Regions from separate parts of the Mus musculus genome. Here region 2 is linked to region 1. Evidence: chromatin contacts called from public HiChIP or PLAC-seq data. All regions are on one chromosome and are shown on one strand. Each heading gives the region's core, a stretch centred on a gene start, on an enhancer-like site or on the middle of the called end of the contact. The rest is flanking DNA. Distances are from core to core; before and after follow the strand shown. Region 1 holds the start of Pisd (phosphatidylserine decarboxylase). Region 2 holds the start of Nkx1-1 (NK1 homeobox 1).

What was found. HiChIP or PLAC-seq counts read pairs in DNA pulled down with a chosen protein or histone mark.
Region 2: a contact with region 1 is called in an H3K4me3 HiChIP or PLAC-seq map of bone marrow-derived macrophages, with 5 times the contacts expected there. The contact joins the promoter of Nkx1-1 here to the promoter of Pisd in region 1. A contact is called at or near these places in 1 of 39 promoter capture datasets (liver) and 1 of 115 datasets of contacts at active chromatin or transcription factors (bone marrow-derived macrophages).

The regions. Positions count from the first base shown.
Region 1 is chr5:32,783,453-32,787,542 of GRCm38.p6, reverse strand. Pisd (phosphatidylserine decarboxylase) reads left to right here and starts at 1,917. Exons shown (of 8, transcript NM_177298.3): 1 at 1,917-1,994. The coding sequence starts at 1,930.
Region 2 is chr5:33,431,721-33,435,975 of GRCm38.p6, reverse strand. It overlaps Nkx1-1 (NK1 homeobox 1), which reads left to right and starts at 1,886. Exons shown (of 2, transcript NM_011320.1): 1 at 1,886-2,351. The coding sequence starts at 1,886.

The sequences.
Region 1 (4,090 bases), core at 668-3,167:
ATATACATATAAACAGGCAAAACATACACATTAAATGAATAATTAAAATGTAATGTGGTCACACTAACAAGTAATAGAAATAATAGTAAAATAATATGCTTAGTAGATGCAAAAAGGAGGTAACTTTCCAACCTTGAAGTTCAGTTATCTTTTGTTGTTCTCTGTGCTTTTGGTGTTACAGCCAAGAAGTCATTGTCAAATCCAATATATCAAATTTCTCAGGGCTTAGAGATGGCTCAGTAGTTAAGAGCACTGGCTACTCTTTTAGAAGACCTTGTTTCCAGTACCCACACTAGGTAACTCAAACTCTCTATAACTTCAATTACAAGATATTCAATGCCTTCTGGCCACAACCAGAACCTGCACACATGAGTGTTTTAACTGCACGTGTGCCTGCTTGCAACTTGCATGCCTGGTGCCCTCAGAGGCCAGAAGAGCATGGTATCTCCTGGAACTGGAGATATAGATACTTGTGATACACCATCTGGGTGCTGGGAATCGAACCGGGTCCTTTAAAGCAACTAGTGCTCTTAACCACTGAGCCATTTCACCACCTCTTTTTATTATGTGTTTTTAGTTTTGCTCCTTTTAAAAAAGGTATATACAGTATATTTATAACATGTTTTCTAAAGAATTGAAAAAAAATAGTGTTATATAAAACTAGGGTTTTTGTTTTGTTTTGTTTTGTTTTGTTAAAACAGGGTCTAGGTAGCCCAGGCTGGCCTGGAATTCAGGACACTCCAAAATACTGGGATTCCAGTGTTATTTTGAAATAACTCACCTCAATCATTTGAATTACAACACTCAATTCCATACCAAAATTATGTTGTGTGTGTTTCTTTTCCAGGCTCTGGAAAAGTATGACAAAGGGAGGTGTTTGCCTTGAATTACCAAACTTGTGACTTCTTAGGTTCTCTCTCTCTCTCTCTTTTTTTTTTTTTTTTTTTTTTTTTTTTTTTTTTTTGGTTTTTCGAGACATGGTTTCTCTGTGTAGCCCTGGCTGTCCTGGAACTCACTTTGTAGACCAGGGTGGCCTGGAACTCAGAAATCCTCCTGCCTCTGCCTCCTGAGTGCTGGGATTAGAGGGGTGTGCCACCAAGCCCGGTTTAGGTTCTCTTTAGTGGCTGGTTTTGCTGTAAGTGAATTTAAGTAACTATCCAGAATTAATCTAAAGCACTAATTAGCTTATCCGTTTGGTGTTTACTAGAAGAAAAATCAGGGCTGCCTTCCTTCAGTTTTTGCATTCAGGTTCAACCATTTTTCTAGGGCCTTAAAAGGGGGGCGGGGTGTTCAGATCATGGGTTTTGACACCAATGATGTAGAAATACTGGATTTTCTATTATTATACAATTTGCGAGCCCTTTGTGGGGTTAATGTGCCCTTGAGAAAGTTGCTTATCCTCGCAGACCTTTAAAATGGTAATAATATCCAAGGGCTGGCTGCGGGTCTCCAGCGCTTAGGAAAAAAAACAAAAACAAAAACAAAACTGTTATGTACCACTGAAAAATTCGTTTTCCCCTCATAACTGGAAAGTACAGGAGAAAGCACCATCACCGGGAGCCTAGTTTAACAGCTTTCCATATTTCTTACATAAACCCCTCGCCTCTGGAGCCCCATCAATGAGATAAGAATAGACACCCCGTTCCAAGGGATCCAACGCCTTCTTCTGGCCGCCGAGGGCGCCAGCATCCTTGTGCCATGCACACATCGTGACTGAGCACAAGGTGGCTCAGATTTTTCGGGCACAGGAGCGGCTGTCCCATCGCCCCGGCGCGCCTGCCCACACACTCCGCGGGGGTGGGCCCGGCAGAGGCGGAGCCGTACGCAGAAGCTTCCGGGCCCAGCCTTTCACGTTCCTGATTGGCCCGGTGACGACAAGGGCGTGCGTCCGAAGGCGGAAGGGGGCGTGTCCGCTCAGGAGGAGGCGAGATGGCGGCGTCTGGGGGCCGCGCGTGTGTGCGCTCGCTTCGTGGAGGTGTGCTGTGGCGGAGCAGGTATGGCCGGGCGGGAGGCTGCTGGGGTAGGGATCAGCACAGACCAAGCCAGGCTCTGAGAGCGAAGCCAGTTCTCGTCGCCGGCTCGCCGCGAGTAGGTCTGACAGGAAGGACACGGAGCCACCTTTCGGCTTCAGAACAGGTGCTACAAGCCACCGCGTGGACCGTGAAATGGGTGTGGCCTAAAGGCTGGGTGAAAGTGCACAGGGACAACCAAACCCACCATATTCTGCTGCCCGCTGGTCTCTAGAGTGGAAGCAGAGTCGATCTCCTTTTCACGGGTGTTTGCCTTCCTACCAGGCTGGTGTAACCTGGAAGAGCACGGCACGGCAAAGCGACCTTCACTTGGGGTTCTAAAGCTTTGAGGCGAAAGAATTAGGTTTCTTTATCTGAAAAGTCTGTGGTGGAATTGTGGTCCTTATCCTGCTGACCCCAAACGTCTGGGTTACTTAAGTTCCTAGGCAGCTAGAAGTGGGAGAGCGACATGAGGCATCTATTGTGACTGTTCATTTGGCTTTTTGTCTGCTCCAGACAGTTTCATTAGGTAACCCAGGCTGGCCTCGAAATCACAGCTATCCCCCTGCCTCAGCCTCCCAAGTGCTTCCAAAAAGCCGAGATTACTGGCATGTTTCAGCTGTTTATTCTTTTTTGAAGGGTAGGAGGGGAGAAGAGGAGAGAGTTCTTAACCCAAATGAGAGAGAAGAAACAGTTCTCAACTTGGCTGAGTTACTTAATAGCCTACATACTTATTTCTTTTTGGCAAAGACTACTTCTACCTTTTTACACCGTGTGTGTGTATGCATATGGGTGGTTGCAGGTGTCCATAGGACCATCAAGAGTCTCCTGGAATTGGAGGAATTACAGGTGGTTGAGAGCCATCTGACATGTATGCTGGGAACCAAACTCTGGTACTTTTTTTTTTTTTTTTTTTTTTTTTTTGGTTTTTTGAGACAGAGTTTCTCTGTGTACCCCTGGCTGTCCTGGAACTCATTCTGTAGACCAGGCTGGCCTCGAACTCAGAAATCTGCCTGCCTCTGCCTCCCAAGTGCTGGGATTGAAGGCTTTACCACACCTGGCTCAACTCTGGTTCTCTTAACTGCTGAACCATCTCTACACCACCAACATTGCTCAATTTTTAAAATGTGTGTGTGTGTGTAAATATTTTGCCAGCATGTATGTCTGTGTGTGCCCTGGTACCCATGGAGGCCAGAAGAAAACATTCTAGCTTAATTGGTGACCTTTAGGCTAGTGATGGACCCTGTATCAAAGAACAAGATGCACGCCTTTAATCTCAGCACTCAGGAGGCAGAAGCAGGTGAATCTCTCTGGATTCAAGACCAGCCTGGTCTACATAGTGACTGCCAGCCAGCCAGAAATATATACTCAGACCCCATATCAAAGCAAAACAACAATAAAGAAAAAACCATAAAACATAACAAACCTAACAAGTTTTTGTATGGTTCATGGGGAATGGCCCCCAAAGTTGTCCTCTGACCTCCCCATTCACATGCATAAACACTACCCACATTCATTATTTAATTTACTGATTAATTAATTTGCAATTAGCCTTATACTTAAGGAACTTACAGTTTAATAGACAAGGGTAATATTTTAATATCAAGTACAGTGTTGGATAAAGCTTTTCAAGAGACCTACCAGTTCAGCTTTAGAACTCTCCTAGCTTTTGAAAGAAGGAGAGAGAAGTAAGGACTATAGGTAAAATGTTAGGACCCATGGTGATATTAAAAATGTGTTACAGGGCTAGCGAGGTTGCTCAGTGGTTAAGAGCATTTGCTGCTCTTCAGGGGAATTGGAGGTACAGTCATAGCCTTCATGGCAGCTCACAACCATCTGTAACTCCATCTCCAGGAAATCTGAAACCTTCTGACCTCCATAGGCACTGCAGACACTTGCTGTACAGATACACACACACACAACACACACACACACACTCTTGATCCTGGCAATTTTCTGTAAAAATTAAAGATGTACAAATACTTGTTTCTGGGCAAAATGTATTGCCCTCCTTGGCTGTTTGTGACCTTTTGTGGAAATAAAACTAAGAAGAAGAAGGAAAAAAAGATTTTTATGTGGGA
Region 2 (4,255 bases), core at 637-3,136, 650 kb before region 1:
CTCTCTGTGTGTGTGTGTGTGTGTGTGTGTTTGTAAGAGAATGGGGCGTGTACATCTATATTCAAACTCAGTTGAGAAGAGGAAGGGAGCAAAGACCAAGATGGGGGCGGGAAGAAGATAATTACCTCACTGTGATGAGAGATTACCCACCCTCCTTCCCCAGAGGTGATTTATAATTTAAAGATAAAGAATAATCAGGTCCTGGCAAGGAAGGACACAGTGTTGTGGGTCTGATTAGAATCTCAGGATGGACCAGCGCGGTGAGGGTGGGAGGGGGCAGGGAAGAAACTGAGGGGAGGAGAGCCCTGCCCCCCTCCTTCTGCCTCCTGTCCCAGCCTCCCAGAGGCTCAGCATGTCCGAGCTTGGCCCAAATTACAGGCGATCGGTCCCCCATTATTTCTCCTAACTTTTAATTTCTGCTTCCGAAGGATCATTGCCCGCGGTAATTGCAAAGGACCGTCCTTGTGCAGAGCAGGCTCTCGGGACCGTAGTGGGAGGAGGAATGCATACCCGCTGGAGCACACGTCGTAGGCGCACACACTCACACTCTGGGCACGCCAGTTCCATCGCCGGGTCCCACCTGGGTCCTTCAGAGGCGGGTCAGCTCATTGGCCTGAGCGAGAGGAGGAGGAAAACTAGGAAGCGAAGCATCGGCTACCTGACCCTCATCCTCCAAAGCCGGGCTCGACCTTCCGAGGTCGTCCGCCGAGACTGTCCTGTAAATCTCCAGACTGGACAAGACGGTGCACAAACGCTCAGGCCTCAAACGGCCCTTCTGATTTGTTAGGGATGGGGAAGAGGACAGTTTCCGTATTATTTCTGGAAGAAACACATATTTTCCCGTTACATGAAGGGTATCGATCTTTATGTAGGCCACCTGCTATTTGTGCGATTTTTCGGTCACCCTTTGGGGGGGGGGCGGGGACTAGGACGGCCGTCTAGCCCTACTCATTTCGATTCCACTTCTAATGAGCGTCACTCGCGGGCGCCAGCCCCGCCTCTTGCGGGGGATTTCGAGTCGTCCCTAATTTGATCCAGCCAAGGGGGCGGGAGTCAAAGCCAGTGAGGATGGAGGGACAGAGATTCTGACCAGATTGCTCCAGACGCGGAAAAACAGCAATCGAGGGCAGCGGAAACCGAAACTCTGGGAACACGCCCCACAAGGGGCTGAAGACCCTGGAGAGACTCAGAACCCGCAAGAACCCCTCTCTCCCTTTCCGTCCTAGCAGCGGAAGGCGCGAGAGCCCCTGGTGCCAGGATAGCCCAGAACCCCGCGTGCCACGGCAGCAGGAGAGACCTGCCTTAGCGGTACCCTGAGCTGGGATGTCCAGGCCAACTCGGGGCGCGTGGGTTCCCACGTCCTGGGGCCTCTGCAGCCCTCCACAGCCAACTGATCCCGCAATTATTTAAAAGGCGACTGTCTCCTCCCCCTTCGCCAAGGAGGCGGGCACGCAGTTTCCAGCCCCGCGGAGGCGCAGCGGCACGGTGCTGAGCACCCCAGCCTCCAGTGGACTGTGCTCTGGCTCCGGGCAGGGCGTCTGTCTGTCCGTCTCTGCGGCTCAGTCCGTGAGTCCCGTACCGGGCCCGCCTACTCCGCTTGGGACCGTTCGCAGCCAATTAGGCGTGAGCGCTAACGAGGGAAGCGGAACCCTGCGGCCGCCTGCGGGCGCACGTGTGTGCGGCGTGTGGGCGCGTGGGCGCCTCCGGCGGGGCCGCCATAAATGCACTGGCCCGGCGCGGCGGGCGCCTGAAGCGGTGGCGGAGGCAAGGCCAGGCAGCACCAGCAGAGCGGGAACAGCTGGGCTGAGGCTGATTTTGCGGGGCGCAGGGATGGGATCCCAGTAGGTAGCGGGGGCCCGAGCCGCCTGAGCGGCCCGAGGCCCGCATGAGTACCAGCGGCCCGGCGGCACCCGGGGACGTCCCCGCGCTGCCACCGCCACCGCCCGGGCCCGGCTCGGGGCCCGCACCGCCGGCTCCTGCGGCTACAGCTCGGGACACTATGGACGGACGAGCTGAGCTGCCCATCTTTCCCCGGGCTGGAGTGCCACCGCTCGCGGCCAGCGACACTGTTCCCGCGGTGCCAGAGGGGGCTGGAGCGGCCCGGCCCGCCGCGCCCCCGCGCCCCACCTCCTTCTCCGTGTTGGACATCCTAGATCCCAACAAGTTCAACAGTAGGAGACGCCGCTGCGTGCTACTGGGCCCTGTGGTGCCCGCTACGTGTGCCCCATGCGCCCCGGCCGCGTGCGTCGCGGTCCCCGCTGCCTCCGGACGTTCGCCGCGCGCAGAGCTAGAACGCCGAGCCCTCTCCGCCGCCACAGGAGTCGCAGCGGCCGCGGGAGCTGAGCCTACAAGTGAGTATAAGGGGTTGGTGATAGGGGCGAGGACACCGACTGCTCCGGAATGTTTATGCTCCCGGCGAGCTGGGCCTGACCCAAGCGCCGCCGGGCTCTGTGGAAAGTTCGCAGAGCGCGGGGTCCGCCCCAAGCATCCGTGGCCTCCTCCCGACCCGGACTCTAGGGCCCTCACTGCTGCACGCTTCTGGAAAGGTTCTGTTGGGCCAAATCTGGGGCCTTGGGGTTGCGACTACGGTCCAGGATTCATCTAGTCAATCTTTGGTGTTGGAGGGTAGTTGGTGCTGGAGGCAAAGGGACATGCGGCGACTGACTTGGTGACTTACCCACCCCCACCGTGGCCTTCCCGGCCCTCCCCCTTTGGACAAATCAGACTAATTGTGACAAAACGCTGGTTATCTCTGGAAAAACAATTAAATCCCTTCGATTACAGTTAAAGGGAAATGTGCTTAGCGGCGGAAAGCGGCCGGTAATGGGGCGGCCCGCGCCCCCTTTGCGGTCGATATCCCATTACGGCGCATGCATATCTCTTTCAAGCACCTTGCAAACTCCCCCCGAACATCTAAATTATAGGGTCAAAATTCGGATAATTACTCGATTAAAACCTATTACACTTATTAGGGGCCGCTATTGATCGCGAATTGCATTCGACCAGCTCCTGATTGCTTTTTGTGCCCCTCCCCCGTCCTCCTCTAACTTCTTGGCCCCTGCGCCTCTCATGGACCAGAACGCTCAGGGAGAACTGGACTGGGGCCGCCAGCTCTACCAACGCGGTTGCATTGACCTTCCGTTCCTAGAGAGAGGAAGGGCAGGCCATGCAGGCTGCAGTTGGACCCCTCTCTCCGCCAAGGGGTTGGTCTACGAGGAACTCGCGGCTGCCTGCTGGAGCTGTGTAGGGAGGGAGCGAGCGCTGCACAGTTGGGAGAGGGCAGCCAGGCAGGGCTGGGGCAGGGATGACTGGCTACGTGTCGCCTGAGGGAATAGTTGTCCTGCTAAGACCTGGGAGTTGAGGACAGGACACCCGCACTCTTCATGCGACCTGGGTCATTTGAGCTGGGTTATTTTCGAGTTGCGATTTTATGCTCCAGTATGTCAGCGTCAACTCGATCTGAGAGCTGAACACCGGCCCTGGGTCGGAAAACGTGGAGGCCTCCTCTGGCATTTAAAGACCACCTGTGGGTGAGGGGCATGAAAGGTCCTCAGATTCCTGCAGAGCAGACAGACAGCCTTGCAAAATTTCAGAGGCAAAATGCAGTCATGGCGGCAGCATCTCTCTGGATGCAGCGGGATTAGCGCTCATACTCCCTCCCAGGGCCCTGCTTAGAGGTTCACAATACGCTTTCCCAGCCTCCAAACTCAACCAGCCCACGGGAAGCTGGAGCCCGCTTAAGACAGAGTCGCTGGGGAGCTGGTTGGTGGGCCCCAGAGGTCCGCAGGGAAGTCAGCACTTTGCGACGCCTAGTTTTCAGGGCCTGAAGCCTGAGGTAGGGACAGCTCCCAGACGACCGATTTTGGTTTTCAGAAGTGGCCTCCTCACAGCCGGCCGACCCCACCCCAGGCCTCGCGCCCCTCCAGCTATTAACTGTGCGGTAATTGGCTGGCCCCGCGCCCGCTGTAATTGGAAGGTAATATACGCCCAAATAAATTAAATGGACTTTAACTAGTTTGTACATTACACAAAATGAGTTTAATTAAGTTTGTATCTGCCCCGTGAATCGATCGGAGCTCTTTCTCCGCTGTACACTCCGAGGGCCGCCCGCGCACCGCAGCCCTAAAGGCCAAGGCCAGGACTGCGGATGGGGCAGCAAAGCAGCTCGACACGGAGTGGGTCCTTCCGAAGGAAGGCAGAGAGGAAATGCAAGCAATCAAGGAGGAACTGTGGCAAGGAGGAAGAAAAAGAAAAT